Linked DNA regions of Mus musculus: all the other regions are linked to region 5. A link is a contact called in public HiChIP or PLAC-seq, capture Hi-C and promoter capture Hi-C data. All regions are on one chromosome and are shown on one strand. Each heading gives the region's core, a stretch centred on a gene start, on an enhancer-like site or on the middle of the called end of the contact. The rest is flanking DNA. Distances are from core to core; before and after follow the strand shown.

Region 1 (2,700 bases), core at 20-2,519, 1.7 Mb before region 5:
GGGGGCTTGAGGTCTTTTGTTGTTCTTCTCTTCCTTAGTTGGAGGGACAAGGGTACACAACACCTTATCATAAAATGCATCATGCTTCTTCTGAGGAGAGCCTTTTTGGCTTGAAGCCATAGCTGATTATATATCTTGTACCAGTGTGAGACTTGACATTTGCAAAGCCCTGGTCGCAGTTTGTGTATTTAGCGCCCTCTAGTGGGTTACTTTATAAAAGCATAGTTTATCTTTAGCTAAAAGAGATTAAATTGTTTACCACCGCAGTGTAATTCGTTTTGCTTTCCATTGCATCCAAAGAGACCCTTTCCTGCTACAATAGTTTGCACTTGGCCAAGAGATGACCTAGGCTGTGGCCTTTGCGCTGTAGCTCCTCAGTATTTCTAGGTTTCAGGTTCCTAGTGTAAAGTGATGATAGATAGAAGTGCCAGCTTGGGATCATCTAAAGCTAAAGGAGCTGTAATGTGGGCACCTGACACAGTAGGAGCCTAGTAATGTAGGAGGAGCCTAGTAATGTAGGAGGAGCCTAGTTCTATATATTGCAAATCTAAGGTCTTGAGTGTAATAAGATACTTGAGGCCTGATATAGCCAATATTAATAAAGGTAAAGAAGCAGGTGTTCTAATTCTGCTAGTTGAGAGAATGAGAGCAATGTTCAATGGGAAAGAATAATTCCTAGATATAACTCTAATTTCTCTAGGACCATCGTTATTAAGTTGGAAAGGGGCAGAGGACAAGTTTGGAATCTGCTCTCCAACCTACTGTGAATTCTGGGGATCAAACTCGGGTCACCAGGCTTGCAGACAGAGTGCCTTTAGCTGCAGAGCCATGCCACAAGCTGCTGCTTAATGAGATAGTCATACCATTTCTGCAGCCTGGGAGCATGTTGGTTTTCTTTGCATCTGTCACAGCACTTAGATAAACTGCATGTGCTCAGCATCTAAATTTGACCTTTCCATGTTAGAGTTGACTGTATGGTAGACTTTAGAAAACAAGACAAAGAGTGGTAGATAGTACTTAAATCGAGCCAGGTACATGAAATAGCCCCAAAGATTTCTTGTTTGTAGCCTTATCTTGCATTGGTAGTCAAGGACTTTGGTACTTAGACTTTACCTCCTCAGCCCCACTCCCCAGGAACCCATGTACTTCAGGAAAGCACTGGGTGATTATGACCTGTGAATGACCAGAGTCTTTGACCAAGTGTCCCTAGGCCCATTATTCCTGTGTGCCATGTGTTAGACATGTGACTGTTGTCTCAAATTCCCTTCTGTTTCCTTAGTGATAGGCCAAATTTGTTTTCTTGTGAACTGGTTAACCTTTAATTGAGCCCTAGTTAATGTCAGGACATTGTACTAAGCATTTTTATATTCATGACTTAACCTTCACAGCTCTGATCAGTAAGATGCAAAGTACGATCCCATTTTCCACACAAAACTCCTAGTGGCTCTCTTAAGTGGCAGTCAGACTTCTGACCTAAAGCTGCCTCTATTTAAAGCCAATGGAAACAGCTGTCAGAAACACTGCAATGAGAACTTTGAGTGCCGTTTGTGGGAGTCTGACAAAGAAGAATCTGGGCTTCCTTGAGGCACTACGCCCAGCGATTTTTTTTTTTTTCTTTTTAAGTTTCTTGCTTTCCAAGAAAGCCCACTTATCTGACCCTGCTGTAATGGTAATTATGGCTCATAGTTTTGCCATACCTCACCGTTTTGGAAGGCTGGCACAGGCGTTCTGACATTATCTCTTCTTGGGGACCTTTTGTTTGTGTCATCCATTGATCCTCTAAGCTGGAGAAGCAAGAAGAAGGCAGCTGCTGTTAGTTATTCCCCAGGGGATACGCAGCAAATCCCAAGCCTTCCAGCTGGGAAAACTTCAATCTGGCAGTGAAAGCATACAAAAGAAATCTAGACAAAGCGGGAGGGAATGGGGTTCACACGCCAGCCAGCCGTCCTGGTTACAGCGCTTTGGGCTATGAGCTGTCCTGGGCCAAGCTGGGCCACAGCACTGAAAGTTCTGTCTTGGTGGACACAAATTCTGCAGTCCTTCCAACAGCAGGACACACACACACACACACACACACACACACACACACACACTTTCCATACCCATGTTCCCTTTCAGTTTAGGCCAAGCAGGAGATTTCTATTAATTGCCTTTTTTCTCTGATGTTCTGATGTTCAACCCTTAACTCCTAACACTGTTCTTAATAGTTTCCTCCTGCTTTATACCTTGGCCTCTTTGAAGGATCCCAGTCAATGTTAGAGTCTCTGTGGGTGGATGGTTAGTTAGCAATCAAAGCCGCAGACACTGGCGTGGGAGTGGAATGACTCTGGGTGGAGGGACCACAGTTTGAAAACAAATGAGCCTCTTTCATAATCCCAGTAAGCCTTCTGTGGACTCTTAAGGTCTGCTGTTTTGGCGCGGGGCACTAGGGTTTCTGGGACTTTGAGAAAGAGTAAACAGGAGCTAGTTTACCATCTCCAGTAGCCTCAGCAAAACATCAGTGTCCAAAGAAGGCCTGGGTTGTTGGTTGGTTTGTTTGTTTGTTTTTAAGTTCGTCTCTTCTTCAGCAGACTAGGTTTGGTATTTTCAAAGCAGCATAAAGCTCAGAGTCAGAGCACTGATATTATCTCCTCAATCTAGAAGTTTCACGGAGTGATGGATGGGCTCAACTTTGAGATGACTGAATGTCTTTTTAAAAAG
Region 2 (2,700 bases), core at 59-2,558, 1.7 Mb before region 5:
GCAGCGCGCAGCGTCTTCAGTGGGAACCCAAGAGTCGGGCACTGCGGGCCACGGCAGGAATGACGAGGAGACGCTGAGGCTGCTCCGAGTGTCTATGCCCCCTCTGCTGCCGCTCCCGAACGCAGGCTCGATCTCCGACTCGGCCCCCTGCGCCCGCTCAGTGTCACTGCTTCTCGCTCTGGGAAAATGGCGGCGGCGACGGCGGCGGCGGCGGCGGCAGCGGCGGCGGCGGCGGCGGCAAGCGCACGGGGCCCGCCCGCCCCGCTCCGCAGGGGCAGGGGGGAGGGGACGAAGCTACTCGCCGCCATCTTGGTTATGGGCTGCGGCCCGACGCGGCCTCTCCGCCGAGGCGTGGAGACGTCACGCTAGAGGCCGCGAGCTGGCCAGACACTCCGTCTTTCCCACAACAGGTGCATTCATCCATCCGCCGACGGTTGGGGAGGTCTTGCTAGCTGGTGGGCTTGGCTCTTTACCCGTTGTCCCCGAGTAGCCCTCAAGCCTGGATGTAGGTGAGCGTGAGGATGCTACTAGTGGGTAGAAGGATGACAGCAGGGACGGGGACGACCCCCCTCCCATCACTTCCTAAGGTGATGCACTTGCTCCTACCCCCCAAGCAGCCTCAGTCCCGGCAGCCCCCTCCCCCCGGCCTGGCCTGCCAGCTCAGGGTGAGCCCGGTCGGATTGTCACTCGACGCCCACTAGTGGCTGAGGAGGCTCCAGTGCGCAGGCTCCGGGCACCGGATAAAAGCGGAGCTGGCGAGTCCCGCGCTGTCTCGATGGAGGAGCGAGAAACGCAAGAGGTCGGGGGGAGAAGCCGCAGAAAAAATTGCAGCCATCGTCAGCGCCGCCTCCCTGCCACCGTGTATGGGGTAAAAGCTGCCGTTGCCGCTGCCGGTGCAGTCGCTGCCGCCGCCTCCTATACTTCTTAGCACCGGGGAAGGATTCCCCGCCGCGGGACAGTGTGCTGGGCGGGGAGCGGGAGTTCGTTTGTGTGGCGGTGATTAAACGAGGGAGGGACAGAGCTGGTTTCTCGAACCGAAAAGGGGAGGCCAAGGAACAAAACAGGGTTCTCCACTAAAATCACACAGCGATTACGGATCTGGCTTTGGGGGCCTTTCCCCGGAATGGCGGTTTCCGTCTTCTTGGCCCGCAGCACGACCTTGGGTGCTCCGTAAGAGGAGTGGGGAGAGGCAGAGGCGGTGTCGGCAGCCAATCGGCGTCTGGTGATTTCTGTCGGGCGCGTAGGGATTGGCTGACGATGACCTCATGCTGCAGCAGCGGGTGGGGCCAGAGTCGTCGGGGGTGGCTGTTGCAAAGGCAGAGAGTGAGAAGTGATGACGGTGATCGTTGTCGCCGCGTCTTCTGTGGAACCCAAGCAGTGCCGAAGGAAGTCGCAAGGCTCTTCCCCGACCTTTTGCTCCTCTCCCTGCGCGAGGTGAGGGCCCTGGCTCGGCCTCTGCGAGACTTTGGGGCGCTGGTGCGGCCGTGGAGGCGCAATTTCTCCTGTGACTTTTGTAACTGCGTCAGGGCAAGATGGCGCTGGGTCTCCTTGGGGCGCGGGGGGAGAGGCACGTCCACCGCCGCCGCAGCGCATGTGACCGGCTGCATTCCTGTGGGGTTTGGCGGGGACCCAGGCAGGGCGGGGGAGGGGACCGGGTTTGGGCGGAGGAGATGGTGGTGCGGTCGGCGTTGGCTGCCCGAAGAGGAAGAGATGACTGTTTGAAAGCTCTTCCCCTCCCCCACTCCCCGCAGCAGAACTGCTGCGGGGGGGGGGGGAGCCCCTGAAAGGACACTCCTTTCGGGGTGTGCCAGCCACTGGTGGAGGAGAAGGTTTGACGCCTTCTTATATCTGCCTTTCTCCTTGCAAAGTATGCTTACGTAAGGTGGCAGTTCCCTCCTGTAAGCCAACTAGGAGGCCCTGAGTGTCACTGGTATGGGTAACAAGGACAGGTTAGGCTCTGAAGGCACCACAGGTAGGAGTGTTGATTATTTCAGACAAAACATAAAGTTTGGGGGGTCTGAATAGAAGACTACAGCATTCTCAGAGTTTGAAAGCAAGTGAATAACACCCAGGAACACTTAGGGTTTCTAGGCAGACAGCGATTAAGGACTGCATCACAGTCTGAACGGAAGGGCCCTGTCAAACCTTCTCCTTAGATTCTTTGTGTTCATTACCCTCCCTGTCTGTACATCCCGTGAGAGAGTTTAAGTAATCTTACTGGTGAGGGTTGCCTTTTCAAATATAAGTATTCTTAGTAATTTTAGTATTTTGTTCTGTATGAAACTGAAAGGTCATTTTCTATACTTCACGTTGCATTTTGTCGTCCTTTTAAAAATAAAAAATGGAATTACAAATGCTTCTGGTAAATATTCGTTAAAGCTCTCTATCCTGCGTCTTTAAAGCACATTTGCAATAGCATAAAACGTATTTTTAGTGGGACTTAGGGATGGGAATGAGGGCTCGAATGGGTTTTGCTATTTAATAGCCTAGACTAGCTTGGAACTCATACTCCTGCCCACCCTCCTATTGCTAGGATTACAGGCTCTGCCTGGGTACTATTTCAACAAAACACTGTATTTGGTGCTGAGAGAAAATGAATGCCTACTAGGCCTAGAAACTTCATTAACCTGGGCCATGGTTATGTTAATTTATGTTTATTTTTAGCGGTAGACTCTTTGTAGTTGGAAATCAAGATTTGGT
Region 3 (2,700 bases), core at 59-2,558, 1.8 Mb before region 5:
GGGAGCTGCACACAGGGCTCATCTCTGAGCCACAGAGTGCCTTAGAGCATCTGAGCTGCCACCGCCATTGGCACTAAGGACGGCTTTCTTGAGCTTCTCGGTGGAGATGGGGGCAGCAAAATATCTGCCAGGTGGATGCCAACATCTCAAAGTAGGCTTTGAGAGGGAAGGAGGATGTCTGAGAAACGTGTTAGTGCTGTGATGACCCTTTCTTCATTTTGTGATTAACCTTTTCCTAACTTTAATGCAGCACAGCTCTTATTCTAAAATGGCAGAAGAAAGGGTTAATGGCTGGAAAAATGGATCAGTAGTCTTGCAGAGGAACCAAGCTTGGTTCCCAGTACTAACAGTGTCAGGCTGTTCATAGCCACTTACAACTCCAGCTGTAAGGGGGTTCACACACTAAAGATCAGGTACAGTAAACATCTTCAAAAAAGAAAAAGAAGGGCTTGAAGTGAAAGTCCAGTTTTACTTGTAATTCCCCCTACCCCCCAGAGCTAACTTGTTCCTGATGAGAGGGCTCATTATTAAATGAGCAGAAACAAGATTTAGAAAGCTCCCTTGCCTTGGCAAACAAAAGACATGTTCTGAGGTCCGTTAGAAGTGGCTCCTAGCCAGGTGTGGTGCATGTGCAGGCCTTTGATCCTGGCACTTAGGAGGCAGAGACCGCCAGATCTCTGAGTTTGAGGACAGCCAGAGCTACACAGAGAAACCCTGTCTCAAAAAAAAAAAAACAACTAGAAAAGTATAAAAAAACGGGTCTCTTGGTATGAGGCCTAACTAGAACTACTTTGAAAGGAGAGCCATGACTCTTGATCTTACTCTCATCTTCTTTAAGGTGAAGTTGAAGACCAGGAAGAGAAAGAAGATGCAGAGAAGGAGAACGCGGAGAAGGATGAAGATGATGTTGAACAGGAACTTGCAAACTTAGACCCTACCTGGGTGGAGTCCCCGAAAGCCAATGGCCATATTGAAAATGGCCCGTTCTCACTGGAGCAGCAGCTGGAGGATGAAGAGGACGATGAAGATGACTGTGCAAATCCCGAGGAGTATAACCTCGATGAGCCAAATGCAGAGAGTGATTACACGTATAGCAGCTCCTATGAACAATTCAATGGTGAATTGCCAAATGGACAACATAAGACTTCAGAGTTTCCCACACCGTTGTTTTCTGGGCCCTTAGAACCTGTGGCCTGTGGCTCTGTGATTTCAGAGGGATCGCCACTTACCGAGCAGGAGGAAAGCAGTCCCTCCCATGACAGAAGCAGGACAGTTTCAGCCTCTAGTACTGGAGATTTGCCAAAAAGTAAGTGCCCTTTTGCATCTTTGTCTGCTTGCTCTGCTTGCTCTTTGGCAGACACTGTGAAGGGAGTGAGAGGGCAAGAGAAACCCTTACATTTTAATGCTTGTATATTCAAGAGAAAATACAATGCTTTAGACTATATCTGTCCTTTAGGCTTGCTCTTACTCTCTGAAATCCTATCCCTGGGCTTTCTTTATTTATTGTATATTTATTGAATGACATCATAGTTAAAATGCATTGCACCATTACCAAACTCATACCTTTCTAGACACCAATCCTCTTCTGGCTGGTAGTAGTAGTTTTGGGTTTTCTTTCTCTCTAAGGGAACACCTGTCTGCTTTCAGCTATACCAAGAGAGAACTTGTGTTTTATTAGATAGTTGACCTTGTTTATACAATTCTCCTTCCTTCCTTCCTTCCTTCCTTCCTTCCTTCCTTCCTTCCTTCCTTCCTTCCTTCCTTCCTTCCTTCCTTTCTTTCTTTCTCTTAAATATTTATTTATTATATATGTAAGTACACTGTAGCTGTCTTCAGACACTTCAGAAGAGGGAGTCAGATCTCATTAAGAATGGTTGTGAGGGGCTGGAGAGATGGCTCAGCGGTTACAAAGCACCGACTGTTCTTCCAGAGGTCCTGAGTTCAATTCCCAGCAACCACATGGTGGCTCACAAACATCTGTAATGGGATCTGGTGTGTCTGAAGACAGCTACAGTGTACTCATATATACATTAAATAAATAATTCTTAAAAAAAAAAAAAAAAAAAAGAATAGTTGTGAGCCACCATGTGGTTGCTGGGAATTGAACTCAGGACCTTCAGAAGAGCAGTCAGTGCCCTTAACCTCTGAGCCATCTCTCCAGCCCCAAATCCTGCTTTCTTTTTGTTTGTTTTGTTTTGTTTTGTTTTTTGTTTGTTTTTATAAACAGGGTTTCTCTGTGTAGCCCTGTCTCTCCTGGAGCTCACTCTGTAGACCATGCTGGCCTCAAACTCAGATCTGCCTGCCTCGACTTCCCAAGTGCTGGGATTAAAGGTATGTTACACATCTGTGTGTTTAAAACTGAAAAGAGCCGGGCGGTGGTGGCACATGCCTTTAATCCCAGCACTTGGGAGGCAGAGGTGGTAGATTTCTGAGTTCAAGGCCAGCCTGGTCTACAGAGTGAGTTCCAAGACAGCCAGGGTGACACAGAGAAGCCCTGTCTTAAAAAACCAAAAAAAAAAAAAAAAGTATGTGCATCGGTGTTTTGCCTGCATGTGTGTCTGTATGAGGACGTCAGATGCCCTGGAACTGGAATTACTGACAGTTGGAGCTGCTGTGTGGGTCCTGGGAATTGAATCCAGGTCCTCTAGAAGAACAGTAGATGCTCTCAACACTGAGACACCTCTCCAGTCCCAGAAAGAA
Region 4 (2,700 bases), core at 170-2,669, 1.9 Mb before region 5:
TTGAAGATAGCTTCCCATCTGTGGGTGGGGTCTTGTTAGACTTCCCTCATCTGCTGTGGCATGTGTACTGTTACTTTAGGCAGCCATATAGGTGAGGTTTCATGGATTTGGTTTCCCTGTCATGTATAGAAGATACTACCTAGAAGCATCCTCCAGCTCCTAAAATCTTCTGCCCTCTCTTGTACCTGAGTAGGGTTGTAAACATGTCATTTGGGTTGTGGACCTCTCTCTCTTTTTCTTTTTTTAAAGATTTATCTATTTTATGTATGAGTACACTGTAGCTGTACATGTGGTTGTGAATCTTCATATGGTTGTTGGGAATTGAATTTAGGACCTCTGCTCACTCTGGTTGGCCCAAAGATTTATTATTATATGTAAGTACACTGTAGCTATCTTCAGACATACCAGAAGAGGGCATCAGATCTCATTACAGATGGTTGTGAGCCACTATGTGGTTGCTGAGATTTGAACTCAGGACCTTCAGAAGAGCAGTCAGTGCTCTTCACCACTGAGCCGACTAGCCAGCCCCAGGTTGTGGGCCTCTTAAGTCAGTTGTTCTCTGTAACAGTCTTCTTTAGGGAGAGCCAGCACATGAGCTGCAAGTCTGGAGCTAGGAGATGGTGAGGGTGGGCAAAATTCTCAGGATATATAGCTTCCTGATTTTTTCACTGGATCATCAGGAAGGCCTTGCCTATACTTTTTTTTTTTTTTAAATGTATCTTAAGAATCTGTTGCTGAATTCATAAAACCCTGGAGACTTATCCTTACAATTTCGGTTCCAGCTGTTTACGTTAGTAGTTCTATTTTCAGCCCACTTTGTGTGTTGTCTTAGCAACATTGTCTGTTTTTTTCTACTGAATAGACGTAGGTATAAGCTTTTAAGATGGAGTTTCTCTGTGTATTCCTGGCTATCCTGAAACTCACTCTGTAGACCAGGCTGGCCTCGAACTCAGAAATCTGCCTGCCTCTGCCTCCCGAGTGCTGGGATTAAAGGCATGTGCCACCACTGCCTGGTCTTGAGGGCCATTGTGTAGCTTCTGATGGGAGATAAGCTTTTGTAATATTTTTGTGAAATTAGTTTAAAAGCTAAAATAATTAAATGGTAAAAATATTACTGATTTTTATCTCGACTATAAGATATATTTAACTTGCTTATTGGCTTTCATTGTGGTAGAAGTAACCTTACTGGTTGCTATTTGTGAGAATTTGCGTTTTAATCTCAGGATAGTACTAATTTTTGTTTTGGAGATAGGGTCCCAGCTGGCTTTGAATTTTCTGTACTGAGAATGACATTAACTTTGGTTCCTTTGCTTATGCCTGTCCAGTGCTGGGAGTGCAGATTTTTGCAGGGCTGGAAAGGACTCTAGGCAAGCACCGTGGCAGCTGAGCTCCGTTCCCTGCCCGGGTTTGGTTTCCTGAGACAGGTCTCTGCCTGCAAGTCGAGCCTGAGCAGGAACGCTCCTAGTGCCTCAGCCTCTGTACTGCTGGGATTACAGGCATGCCTTTGCATGCTCCGGGTATTGTTTTGTTTATTCTTAAAAAAGTGTTATTACTCTTACAAACTATTGTTTCTTTTCTATACTTCTTTATTGTGTGTGCTCACATGTGAGCATGTGCGGTGTGTTTGTGGAGATCAAGGAGAGACTTGCAGGATTCAGTTCTTTTCTTGAGGATCAAATTCAGATGGTCCGCCTCAGCAGCGAGCATTTTAAGCCGCTAAGTTACTTTGCTAGCCCCTAGCAGGTTTTATAAAATGAGAAACATTAAAGAAATTTTACCGATTAAAATTTTTATATTTTGTTAAATACATTAAAAATTGGTTCATTTCATATTTGTAGCTCACTTTTTAAAAAGTGTTGAATTGGAAAACGTCATGTGTGTGCCCTTGTATATGTGGAAGTGTATAGGTGTGTGGGTGTGAGTGGAAGCTAGTGGTTGTCCCTGACTGATCGCTACTTTACTAATGAAGGCAGGATCTCCAGCTGAACCTGTCTTGCCAGTTTCCATCAGAGATGACTCTGTTTCTGTTACAGATCTGGGATTGCAGAGAGGCCCACATTCTCCTGGCTTCTGTGTGGGCGCTAGGATCTGAGGTCTGGTCCTCATGCTTCCATGGCAAACACCTGGTATACTGAGCCATCTTCCCAGCCCTAAGCCAGTTGAAATTTTGTGTTCTAACAGTGGTTCTCAGCCTTCCTAATGCTGCAACCCTTTAACACAGTTCCTCATGTTGTGGTGACCCCAACCATAAAATTATTTCGTTGCTACTTCATAACTGTAATTTTCTTCCTGTTATTAGTTGTAATGTAAATATCTGCTATTTCTGATTGTCTTAGATGACCTCTGTGAAAGGGTCATTCAACCCGGAAAGGTGCTGCTACTCACAGGCTGAGAACTGCTGTGTCAGAAGCGTTAAGGTGAGGAGAGGTAGTTAGTAAAATAGGATCATCAGCTCCTGTGATTTGCTCCTGTACCTTGTCAGGGATGTATGTGGGTGTTAGTGATTCTGAGTGAGAGAAGAGAGAATGCAGACTGTCTTTTGGGAGCATAGGCAATGCTATTTCTCCTTAAATGCACAGTAAAACTAGCCTCATGACACACCACGGAGGAAGAGAAAGTATAAGCATTTAAACGTATGGGCTGGAGTGCTAAGAGACCACTTGCTTATCTGAAAAAAGGATTAGATACAATTGATAGCAT
Region 5 (2,700 bases), core at 80-2,579:
AAATAACAATACAAAACTGACTGTGTAGAAGTGAGACAGACGGGATGCTCCTGTTCACAAAGGACAGACAGAAACAGGACAGATGCTTCAGAGGCTCTCGGGCCAACTGGTTTGACTACAGACGCTTCAGCAGCTTTTTCATGTTTTCATATTGAAATGAGAAAAACGTATTTCCTAAACCCTGACCCAAAAACCTGAGACTGACCTAACCGCCAGACACAGTGGTGGTTTGAATAGGAATGGACCACAGAGGCTCACAGATTTGAACACTTAGTCATCAGAGAGAGAGACTACTAGAAGGTTGGAGGAAGTGTGCCACTGGGGTGGGTTATAGGGTTTAAAATGCTCAAGCCAGGTCCATTATCTGTCTGTCTGTCTGTCTGTGTCTATCTCTTGCCAACCCAGATGTAGAACTCTTGGCTCCTTCTCCACCACGTCTGCCAGCACTCTGCCATGCTTCCTGCTCTGATGATGATGGACGAAACCTCTGAACTGTAAGCAGCCCCAGCTAATGTGTCTTCCTTTATAAGAGTTGCCATGGTCGTGGTTTCTTCACAGCCACAGCCACAGGTACTTAAGAAATGTGTACGAGCCCGCACTGTCCTGCTTCTGTGACCCAAAGGCTTTCTGCTCCCTGATCAAATAATACACCATGACCTGACTGTGCCCTACTGTGTAGGGGCAGGCGGATCTGAGGCCAGCCCGATCTACAGGGCAAGATCCAGGACAGCCAGAGATGTTACACAGAGAAACCCTGTGTAACAACGATGTCTCAAAATATCAAAACCAAAAGCAAACCCAACTTCAAATTCATAAAGCGCTTGTCCTAGTTTCCTTTTCTCGAGAGAGAACAGCCCGACATACAATAACATTGGTAATAGCAAACTAACAGACAGACAGACAGACACACACACACACAGAGAGAGAGAGAGATCCCTTTGGAGCAAGACAACTCTCAAATAAGGAAAACGCTGGGATAAAACTCGGATGAACTGAGGTTGACGCTGTCTGGTTTGGGTGTCCATGGGCTGAGGATGGCGCTGTCTGGTTTGGGGGTCCACGGCTCCTTTTCTTACCTCCCGCGGGTGGCGTGGAGGGGGAGCAGCCGCCCCGCCCCCTCTGCGCCCGGCCGCAGCGCCCCGGGATAGCGGATCCGGAGGCCCGGCCCAAAGCACACCGGGAGCCGCCGGGGCACGGCGGAGCGAGACTCACCTGAGCAGCGGCGCGGCGAAGCGGAAGCCTTCGTGTAAATCCCCACAGGCGCCGCCGGGCCTCTGGCAACAGCGTCCGGGATAGAGCGGCCGCCGCCATCTCTGCGGTGGAGAAAGTGGAGATGTACTTCCGGGTCATGACTCCAGGCCCCAGAACTAGAGGCTGGCTCCACCCTGTGGCGGCAGCAGGAATTGCAGTCTCTGAAATTCCTTTGATTCTGTGTCTGGGCTTAGAACCCTCAATCCCTTCACCCTTTGACTCCCTCCCCAGTTCGCTCCAAATAATCAGGTCTGTAGAAATGATGTGCAAGACACACAAGGGACAAAGTGAACGGAACATGTATCCCCAGGCGGTTGGAGTTAATCAGAGAGATCCAGTGCGGGAGGGACAGACACATTGAAGGATCTATCATGTTGGTCTTCGTTGTTCTAATGTTTATAGCGTTGCTTATTCTATTCCATAGGAATACCTTTGCCGAGATTGCTACTAAAAGACAGACGCTTTACAAACATAATCTTACATTCTGTTACCATGATTTAATGTTATTTACTTCCACGTCTTAGGGCTCTGCCAAAACAAACTGCTCTTACCCGTTCCTGGGTGCCTCTTTATCCACATACACTCTAATGAAACTAAAATTTGTCAAATAGCCACTTTAGCCAATTGTCCCAGGGTTTGAGGCTTAACGAAAATAGCAAGCACTTTTTAAAATTAAAGCTTTTTATTTAACTTATTATGGGGAGGGGGTGGGTGCATGCCACTCCAAGCTTGTGGAGGTCAGAAGACAACTTTATGCAATCAGTTGCCCCTTCTACCTTTGCATGAATTCTGGGGGTGGAACTCAGGTGGACAGGCTTGCACTGCAAGTGACTTTACCCGCTGAGCTGCCTGCAAGCCCCTAGCAAGCTCTTTTCTGTGAGGAAGCGACTATTACTTTGCTAATTTTACAGTGGGAACTGAGGTATTGGCTGCCTAACAGGCTGTTTAACACTAAAGAGTGTGCGCTGTAACTTTAGAAGTTGGAGTTCTGTCTAACTTGACCCCTTGTTGCCTAATACCTAATTTACATTATCGTTCAGGTATCCTTTTCCCACCCAGCCTCCTCTTTTAACTATTCACCATTTAACAACAAGACAGGAAAATCCGGGCCGGGCGTGGTGGCGCACGCCTTTAATCCCAGCACTCGGGAGGCAGAGGCAGGCGGATTTCAGAGTTCAAGGCCAGCCTGGTCTACAAAGTGAGTTCCAGGACAGCCAGGGCTACACAGAGAAACCCTGTCTCGAAAAGCCAAAAAGACAGGAAAATCCCTTGGGCGCCTCATTGTCAGTTTGTAGCTGTAATGGTGACAACCAGTCAAACGTCCAAACCAGGAACTCCATGTCACCTTTGGTTCCTGCCTCTGACTTTCCACTCTGACTTCTTGCTATTTTATCGATAGCCATTCTAAGTGTAGAAGTTTAGACAACTGCCCTCCAGCTGGCGGCGCTG
Region 6 (2,700 bases), core at 12-2,511, 2.0 Mb before region 5:
TGGAACAAAGAAACTACATCAAAACTCTTTGTAAAGTACGTGTGACACCTTCCGTAACAGGAGGTTTTGTTGCTTGCCTGAGGAAAAACAAATTTACAAGAATGGCTCTGGAGGAGCATCCAGCATCAGAAAGTCTTCAGCCACCCAGATTGTACAGAGGTTACCAAGCTAGAAAGTATGTCTGCTCAAGGCTCCTGGGAGGAAAACAGGTTTGATTTTACATTCTTTCTCTTGAAGAACCAAGCCTGTGTTGTTACCATCCCAGGCTCCCCTAGTGCATGCCTATGAGTACCAAGACCACCACGCCCCCCCATACCTCCCAGCACTGGTGTGAGAGACAAGTGCCTCTGTAAAAAAACTGTCCCTCCCCCTTTCAATGTGGGTACTAGGTTTCTAATCCAGTCTTCAAGCTTGCTGGGAAAATACTTTACTGATTAGACGAGACTGCAGCTCCTCATTTTAGTTTTAAGTGAAAACCAACATGAACTAAGAGGCAGCTTTCTTGACACTCCTTCCACAGAGACTGACTTGTCACAAGTTTTCTCTTCCTACTTCTAAGGTACATAGAAGATGGAGAGGTGGGCTGGAGAAGGGAATCACATCTGCCATTGATTCAATGTGAAGATATATTGTTGCAACTATCAACTTTCTGATCCCTGAGAATAATCGGGAAGCAGCAGGGCTGGGGACAGAGAGGAAAGAAGGGCAGAGAAGTGCGCAGTGAGGTGGCTCAGTGGGTCAGTATTTGAAGAGTTCAATCCCAGAACCCATGGAAGGGTGGAAGGAGGAGAAAGACACCTGTTTCCAACGTGCTCCAGGCCAGAGTCACTCTGTCTTGCAGATGCTTCTAAGGATGACACCTGAGGGCTGTCCCGTGGCTGCCATATGCATGTGCGCACACACACACACACAGTATGTCCCAGCATGCATACACACATGCATGAAAAAGGAGGGGAGAATCTGCTCCATTAAGCCTCTTAGGAAATTTCTCACAAGACATGTGAGGATCAGAACTGGTGGAAAGAATTTAGAATTGTTCTCTCTTCATGACTGAATCCTTTTTGTATGTTTTTTTCTTTTATGTGTATTTATGAGTCAGAGCTTGACCACCAGGCAATACTTCCTGCACCTGTATATGAGCTCATTGTGGTTTTTGTGGTTTTTCTTCCTTTATATGAGAGATATTTGTTGTTGTAGTTCAGACACTTTGAGTTATGTCCCTGATCTGATCAACACTAGGGTGTGTGTTCAGTAAACCATCCCAGTCTGACTGAGATGGTGTTCCTGTGGTTTGTGAAGTGACTCTCAGACCCCAACAAAAGGTCCAGTGTTTGGGTTTCTGCTTCCTCTGCTTGGTGTTTCTGTTTGGTGTCTCCTCAGATGGAATCTGCGGTGTGTCAGGGTGGAGAGGCTCACGGCGGGGGTGGGAATAATTGACCTGTGTCCTCCATGTGCACATCTGCCTGAGTTGTGGTGTGAGCTGCCTTCAGGACAGTGACGTCATTAAGACATCACTGTTCCCAGATTGGTGTCATCTCTGGAGTTTGCTGCTGAACCCTGGGACCTGGTTACTCATGACCATGCTTCTCTTGGCTTGGAGACACCTAGCAAATCTACCTTGACAATGCTACCTCCTCTGGCTACACTATCTTTAAAAAAAAATCTCCTTTCCTCCTTTATACCTCTTCTTCCTCTGCTTCCTCCTTGTCTTCACTTTTGAGACAAGATTTCATTCTGTAGCATAGGATGGCCTCAAATTCATAATCCTCCTGCTTTAGCTTCCCAAGTGACGGGATTACAAGTGTATACCAACTCATCCAGTGTCAGTGCCTCTCTCTCTCTCTCTCTCTCTCTCTCTCTCTCTCTCTCTCTCTTCCTCCCTCTCTCTCCCCATCCATCCATTTTCTTTTTTATCCTCCATAACACCATGCATTGCCTTTATTTTGGTATGAGTCCACATTTCAACATTTAGTCGTCCTGAACAGAGTGGAGAACTTGGCAAGGAGACAGGAGGCCCAATTATCATCCCTGTCCACCTTGTGTCATGCCTTCATCCACTTTAGACCCCTTCTTCCTGTCTGTTTTCTTGGTATCTACCTATCTGTCTATCTCCTCATTTTTAGATTTATTTATTTGCATTTTATGCATATAGCTGTCTGTTTACCATGTGCTCTCAGAGGCAAGAAGAGGTTGTTAGATGCTCTGGAACTGGAGCTACAGGCACTTGTGAGCTGCCAACTGAGGTTTGGGTTTCAAAACGGGGTCCTCTAGAAGAACAGCAAGTGCTCTTATGTGCTGAGTCATCTCTCCACCCCCCAGCCCCCACAATCTTCTTCCCCATATACTTTCTGTCATCTACCTGTCTGTTTTTGATCTATTTTTCAACTGGCTTCCTTGAGTAAGAATTTGTCTTCTTCTTTATTTCAGTTTAGGGATCTCTTAACCTTGGAAAGTGGACAGTTATAGCCCTATCTATCTTTTTCCTGTCTCCACTTCCACACTCATACCCTCCTCCATGCCTATGCTTATCTATATCAGCTAAATGCACTGACACAAAATGAATTCTCCGCATTCAAGTCTCTACTGTTGGGTATCAAATATGCATACAGGCAGCTATTTAGCCTGCCAGTGCCTAAGCTTCCCTCTTTGTACAATGAAGATAAAACTCCTGTTTACTGTATAAGTTGTACTGAAGACAAA
Region 7 (2,700 bases), core at 174-2,673, 1.9 Mb before region 5:
AACAGTAACGGATGACCTTGGGTTGGAAAAAAAATGTCGCCAAACATATTTTATTGGATTTTCTTAGAGTGATAACGTTCTGATTATGTAGAAAAAAAAAATCTTTGCTTTTAGTAGATATGTATTGAAATCTTTTGGGGTGGAGGGTAACAGTCTGCAAACTACTGAATGACTCAGCAAAATACACCATATGCATACACACACACACACACACACACACACACACACACAGAGCAACTGTGGAGAAACGTTTAAAAAAAACCTAGTGAATGTGGGTTAATAGTGCCGATTACTGCATTTTTCTTGTATGTTTCAGATTTTTTGAAAAAAAAAATGGAGAAAGTAAAATCTTTTCAAACTTGGAGCGGCCTTTCCTGTTTGTTGGGACATCTTTAGAGTAAGACTCAGTGATACAGTTGTAACTCAACGATACAATTGTAACCAATGAAGGACTGAGTGTTCAGGACCAGTATCTTTAAGATACTGTAATTGTTCAAAGAGACAAGAGAACACTGAAGTGGTAACTACGTGTCAGTCAGCGTGATTTGCATCTTAGATAGCCTTGGAAGGTAGAAAGAGAAACCAGGTAGCCTGGGAAGGCAGAAAGAGAAACCAGCCAGGCCTGAATAGAAATACAGGCTGGTAGAACTGTTTGACCTATTTAGGGTTTAGTTTCCCCATTATAGGAGGAAGAAAAAAAAAATCACTTTTTGGCATGATTGCTGTTTTAGGCTCTTATCTCATGGTATTTAGAAAATTAGGCTTTCTGTGACAAACTTTCCATTTAAGCTGTGTGCATCTTTCCTTCGTTAAACTCACGCAGCCTAATGGAGTAGGAAAAGAGAGGAAAATCACTTCTCCAAGGTCACACAGACACTCAAGGACCCAGGTTCCTCAGCTCTTGGTCTTGTGCCCTTTCCACGCCCGCCGGAGAGGAGGAAGCGGCGCTCATAGGGATGCAAGGATGTAGAGATGCAAAGGGATAGAGGAGGCCGCCTGAGAGAGGTGGCGAGAGACCCGCCAAGGCGCTGGCCAAGGAAGAGCGCATGGAGAGGCGTGCGGCACGACCAGCCGGGGTGCGGAGCGGTGGCTGGGAGGAAGGGTCGGCGGCTGGGCCTAGTGCCCGGGAACGGGTGGCCTGCGGCGGCCGTAAAAGCAAGGAGGTGGAGGCCGTGGGCGCGGGAGGCCGTGGGCGAGGGGGCCGTGGGCGCGGGGAACCGTGAGCGCGCAACCGCCCTTCAGCACAGGTGGGCCGCCGAGCGAGTGATAAGGGCGCGGCCGGGGTCCGGACCCCCGTGCTCCAGAGCTGCGGAGGGGGGCGCGGAGGGGGCGGGGCTGCGGGGCGGGGCCGCGGGGGCGGGTCTCATTGGCCCCCGCGGGAGAGGCCGCGGCGGCGCAGGCGCGGTTCCCGCCTCCTCGGCCGGCGAGCGAGTGGAGGCTGCATCCCGGTGCGGCTGACTGTCGCGTCGCCGCCGCCTCCGCCGCGGAGCCCCCCGCCTGGCTGCCCCGAGTCGGAATGAGCTCCAGGAAAGGTGAGCGGCGCGAGCGGCCCCCGCCCCGCCTCGCGGCACGCAGGCGGCCAACCCGACCGTTAATGTGTCTTCTCTCTCCCCAGTGCTGGCCATTCAGGCCCGAAAGCGGAGGCCGAAAAGAGAGAAACATCCGAAAAAGTGAGTCCGCGCGGCGCTTGGTCCCGACCCCGCCCCGCCTCGCTGAATGTTGCTTGCGGCCGCGCAGGCAGAGCTTCCCGGTCCCCGGGCCGCGGGCGGTGGGTCTCCCGGGACGCGGCGCCGGCTCTACGTGCCCCGGCGGGGGAGGGGTGGGGGGAGGGGCGCGCGGCCGCGGGTTCCGGAGCCGCGACCTGGCCCGTCAGCCTGCGAGCCGCCCGGGCTCTGCACTCGACCCCGCGCCCCGTGCCCCGTGCCCCGCGTCCCCGATCCTCATCCCGCGCCCCGGATCGGCGTCCCTGATCCGTATCCTGAGCCCCTTATCCACATCCCTGATCCGCACCCCAGTGCCTGTACCGCACGGGTCGGATAGTGGGCACGGGAGGGAGGCGGCGGCGCGGCTGACACCTGGGCTGCGGGAGCCAGTGCGCTGCCGCCTCTGCCACCTCCCGGTCCCGCCTGGGCCAGCCAGCTGAAAACCCGAGCTGCTTGTCAAGTGGTTTGGCTCCGGGCGTTGTTCCTGGCGTGAGTTCAGCTCCGGGACCGGTGCGTTTCGGCGCTCGGGTTTTTCATTCGAAACTTTCTGCTCGGGTCGAGCGTTACTTGCGTGCTGCGGCTGCGCCCAGGTCGCTTGCTGCAGTGGGCTGTGGGTGTGTGCGCGGGCGGGTCCCGCGTGGTGCTCCGGACTGGATCCACCGACTATGATATTTCAAATGTGCCAGCGCCAGCCACCTCCAGCCTGGACCTGCAGCCCAGTTGGGCAGCTGCTGTCGGAGAAGCCTTTCCCCGAGAGCTGGGTTTTCCTAGGCGTCAGAGCGCCGCCGCGTGTTTCTCTTTCCTCTCTCTCTGGGTTTGCTGGACCAGCTATCAACATCTTTGCTCACATTGTTTGCTTCGCTGTTCCTTTTGCGCAAGAAATTTGTGTGGTGTCTTTGGTACTATAGAGAAAGACAGAATTCGCCTTTAATAAAATTACGAAATATTTGTCTATCTTTATTTTGCAAGGGGTGGGATAACCCTCTGCTCTCTTAGG

The links. Promoter capture Hi-C pulls out the DNA fragments that hold promoters and counts their contacts. HiChIP or PLAC-seq counts read pairs in DNA pulled down with a chosen protein or histone mark. Capture Hi-C pulls out chosen DNA fragments and counts their contacts.
Region 1: a promoter capture Hi-C map of liver shows a contact between it and region 5, with 5 times the contacts expected there. The contact joins the enhancer-like site here to the promoter of Pmpcb in region 5. A contact is called at or near these places in 10 of 39 promoter capture datasets (the 3T3-L1 cell line, the C10 cell line, cranial neural crest and 5 more), 3 of 115 datasets of contacts at active chromatin or transcription factors (astrocytes, craniofacial prominence and embryonic stem cells) and 1 of 9 other capture datasets (embryonic stem cells).
Region 2: a capture Hi-C map of embryonic tail shows a contact between it and region 5, with 6 times the contacts expected there. The contact joins the promoter of 5031425E22Rik here to the promoter of Pmpcb in region 5. A contact is called at or near these places in 7 of 39 promoter capture datasets (the 3T3-L1 cell line, cranial neural crest, embryonic stem cells and 4 more), 9 of 115 datasets of contacts at active chromatin or transcription factors (the NIH/3T3 cell line, astrocytes, cardiomyocytes and 4 more) and 1 of 9 other capture datasets (embryonic tail).
Region 3: a promoter capture Hi-C map of 3T3-L1-derived adipocytes shows a contact between it and region 5, with 6 times the contacts expected there. The contact joins the enhancer-like site here to the promoter of Pmpcb in region 5. A contact is called at or near these places in 10 of 39 promoter capture datasets (3T3-L1-derived adipocytes, the SN4741 cell line, cranial neural crest and 6 more) and 1 of 115 datasets of contacts at active chromatin or transcription factors (astrocytes).
Region 4: a contact with region 5 is called in a promoter capture Hi-C map of embryonic stem cells, with 4 times the contacts expected there. The contact joins the enhancer-like site here to the promoter of Pmpcb in region 5. A contact is called at or near these places in 8 of 39 promoter capture datasets (the 3T3-L1 cell line, 3T3-L1-derived adipocytes, embryonic stem cells and 4 more) and 1 of 115 datasets of contacts at active chromatin or transcription factors (astrocytes).
Region 6: an HNF4G HiChIP or PLAC-seq map of pancreatic cancer cells shows a contact between it and region 5. The contact joins the enhancer-like site here to the promoter of Pmpcb in region 5. A contact is called at or near these places in 2 of 39 promoter capture datasets (hippocampal neurons and pre-B cells) and 3 of 115 datasets of contacts at active chromatin or transcription factors (embryonic stem cells, large pre-B cells and pancreatic cancer cells).
Region 7: a promoter capture Hi-C map of embryonic stem cells shows a contact between it and region 5, with 5 times the contacts expected there. The contact joins the promoter of Srpk2 here to the promoter of Pmpcb in region 5. A contact is called at or near these places in 5 of 39 promoter capture datasets (the 3T3-L1 cell line, cranial neural crest, embryonic stem cells and 1 more).

The regions. Positions count from the first base shown.
Region 1 is chr5:23,413,455-23,416,154 of GRCm38.p6, reverse strand. All of the region lies in intron 1 of 5031425E22Rik (RIKEN cDNA 5031425E22 gene), which reads left to right. Among named protein-coding and RNA genes, the nearest start is that of 5031425E22Rik, 19 kb to the left of the region's middle. Within about 2 kb of position 1,269, at least 155 of the 459 cell types and tissues checked have an H3K27ac peak or open chromatin away from gene starts, as enhancers often do. A contact at or near this core is called in astrocytes, embryonic stem cells and liver, where this site is marked.
Region 2 is chr5:23,431,944-23,434,643 of GRCm38.p6, reverse strand. 5031425E22Rik (RIKEN cDNA 5031425E22 gene) reads left to right here and starts at 1,308. Exons shown (of 3, transcript NR_165300.1): 1 at 1,308-1,434. Kmt2e (lysine (K)-specific methyltransferase 2E) reads right to left here and starts at 180. Exons shown (of 26, transcript NM_026984.2): 1 at 1-180.
Region 3 is chr5:23,522,754-23,525,453 of GRCm38.p6, reverse strand. Srpk2 (serine/arginine-rich protein specific kinase 2) reads left to right here. Exons shown (of 16, transcript NM_001359173.1): 11 at 839-1,306. Among named protein-coding and RNA genes, the nearest start is that of Kmt2e, 90 kb to the right of the region's middle. Within about 2 kb of position 1,308, at least 18 of the 459 cell types and tissues checked have an H3K27ac peak or open chromatin away from gene starts, as enhancers often do. A contact at or near this core is called in 3T3-L1-derived adipocytes, where this site is marked.
Region 4 is chr5:23,651,265-23,653,964 of GRCm38.p6, reverse strand. All of the region lies in intron 2 of Srpk2 (serine/arginine-rich protein specific kinase 2), which reads left to right. Among named protein-coding and RNA genes, the nearest start is that of Srpk2, 23 kb to the left of the region's middle. Within about 2 kb of position 1,419, at least 19 of the 459 cell types and tissues checked have an H3K27ac peak or open chromatin away from gene starts, as enhancers often do. A contact at or near this core is called in embryonic stem cells, where this site is marked.
Region 5 is chr5:21,735,789-21,738,488 of GRCm38.p6, reverse strand. It overlaps Pmpcb (peptidase (mitochondrial processing) beta), which reads right to left and starts at 1,329. Exons shown (of 13, transcript NM_028431.2): 1 at 1,213-1,329. The coding sequence starts at 1,311.
Region 6 is chr5:23,717,687-23,720,386 of GRCm38.p6, reverse strand. No RefSeq gene overlaps it. Among named protein-coding and RNA genes, the nearest start is that of AI506816, 6.4 kb to the right of the region's middle. Within about 2 kb of position 1,261, at least 72 of the 459 cell types and tissues checked have an H3K27ac peak or open chromatin away from gene starts, as enhancers often do. A contact at or near this core is called in pancreatic cancer cells, where this site is marked.
Region 7 is chr5:23,674,690-23,677,389 of GRCm38.p6, reverse strand. It overlaps Srpk2 (serine/arginine-rich protein specific kinase 2), which reads left to right and starts at 1,423. Exons shown (of 16, transcript NM_001359173.1): 1 at 1,423-1,532; 2 at 1,616-1,670. The coding sequence starts at 1,517.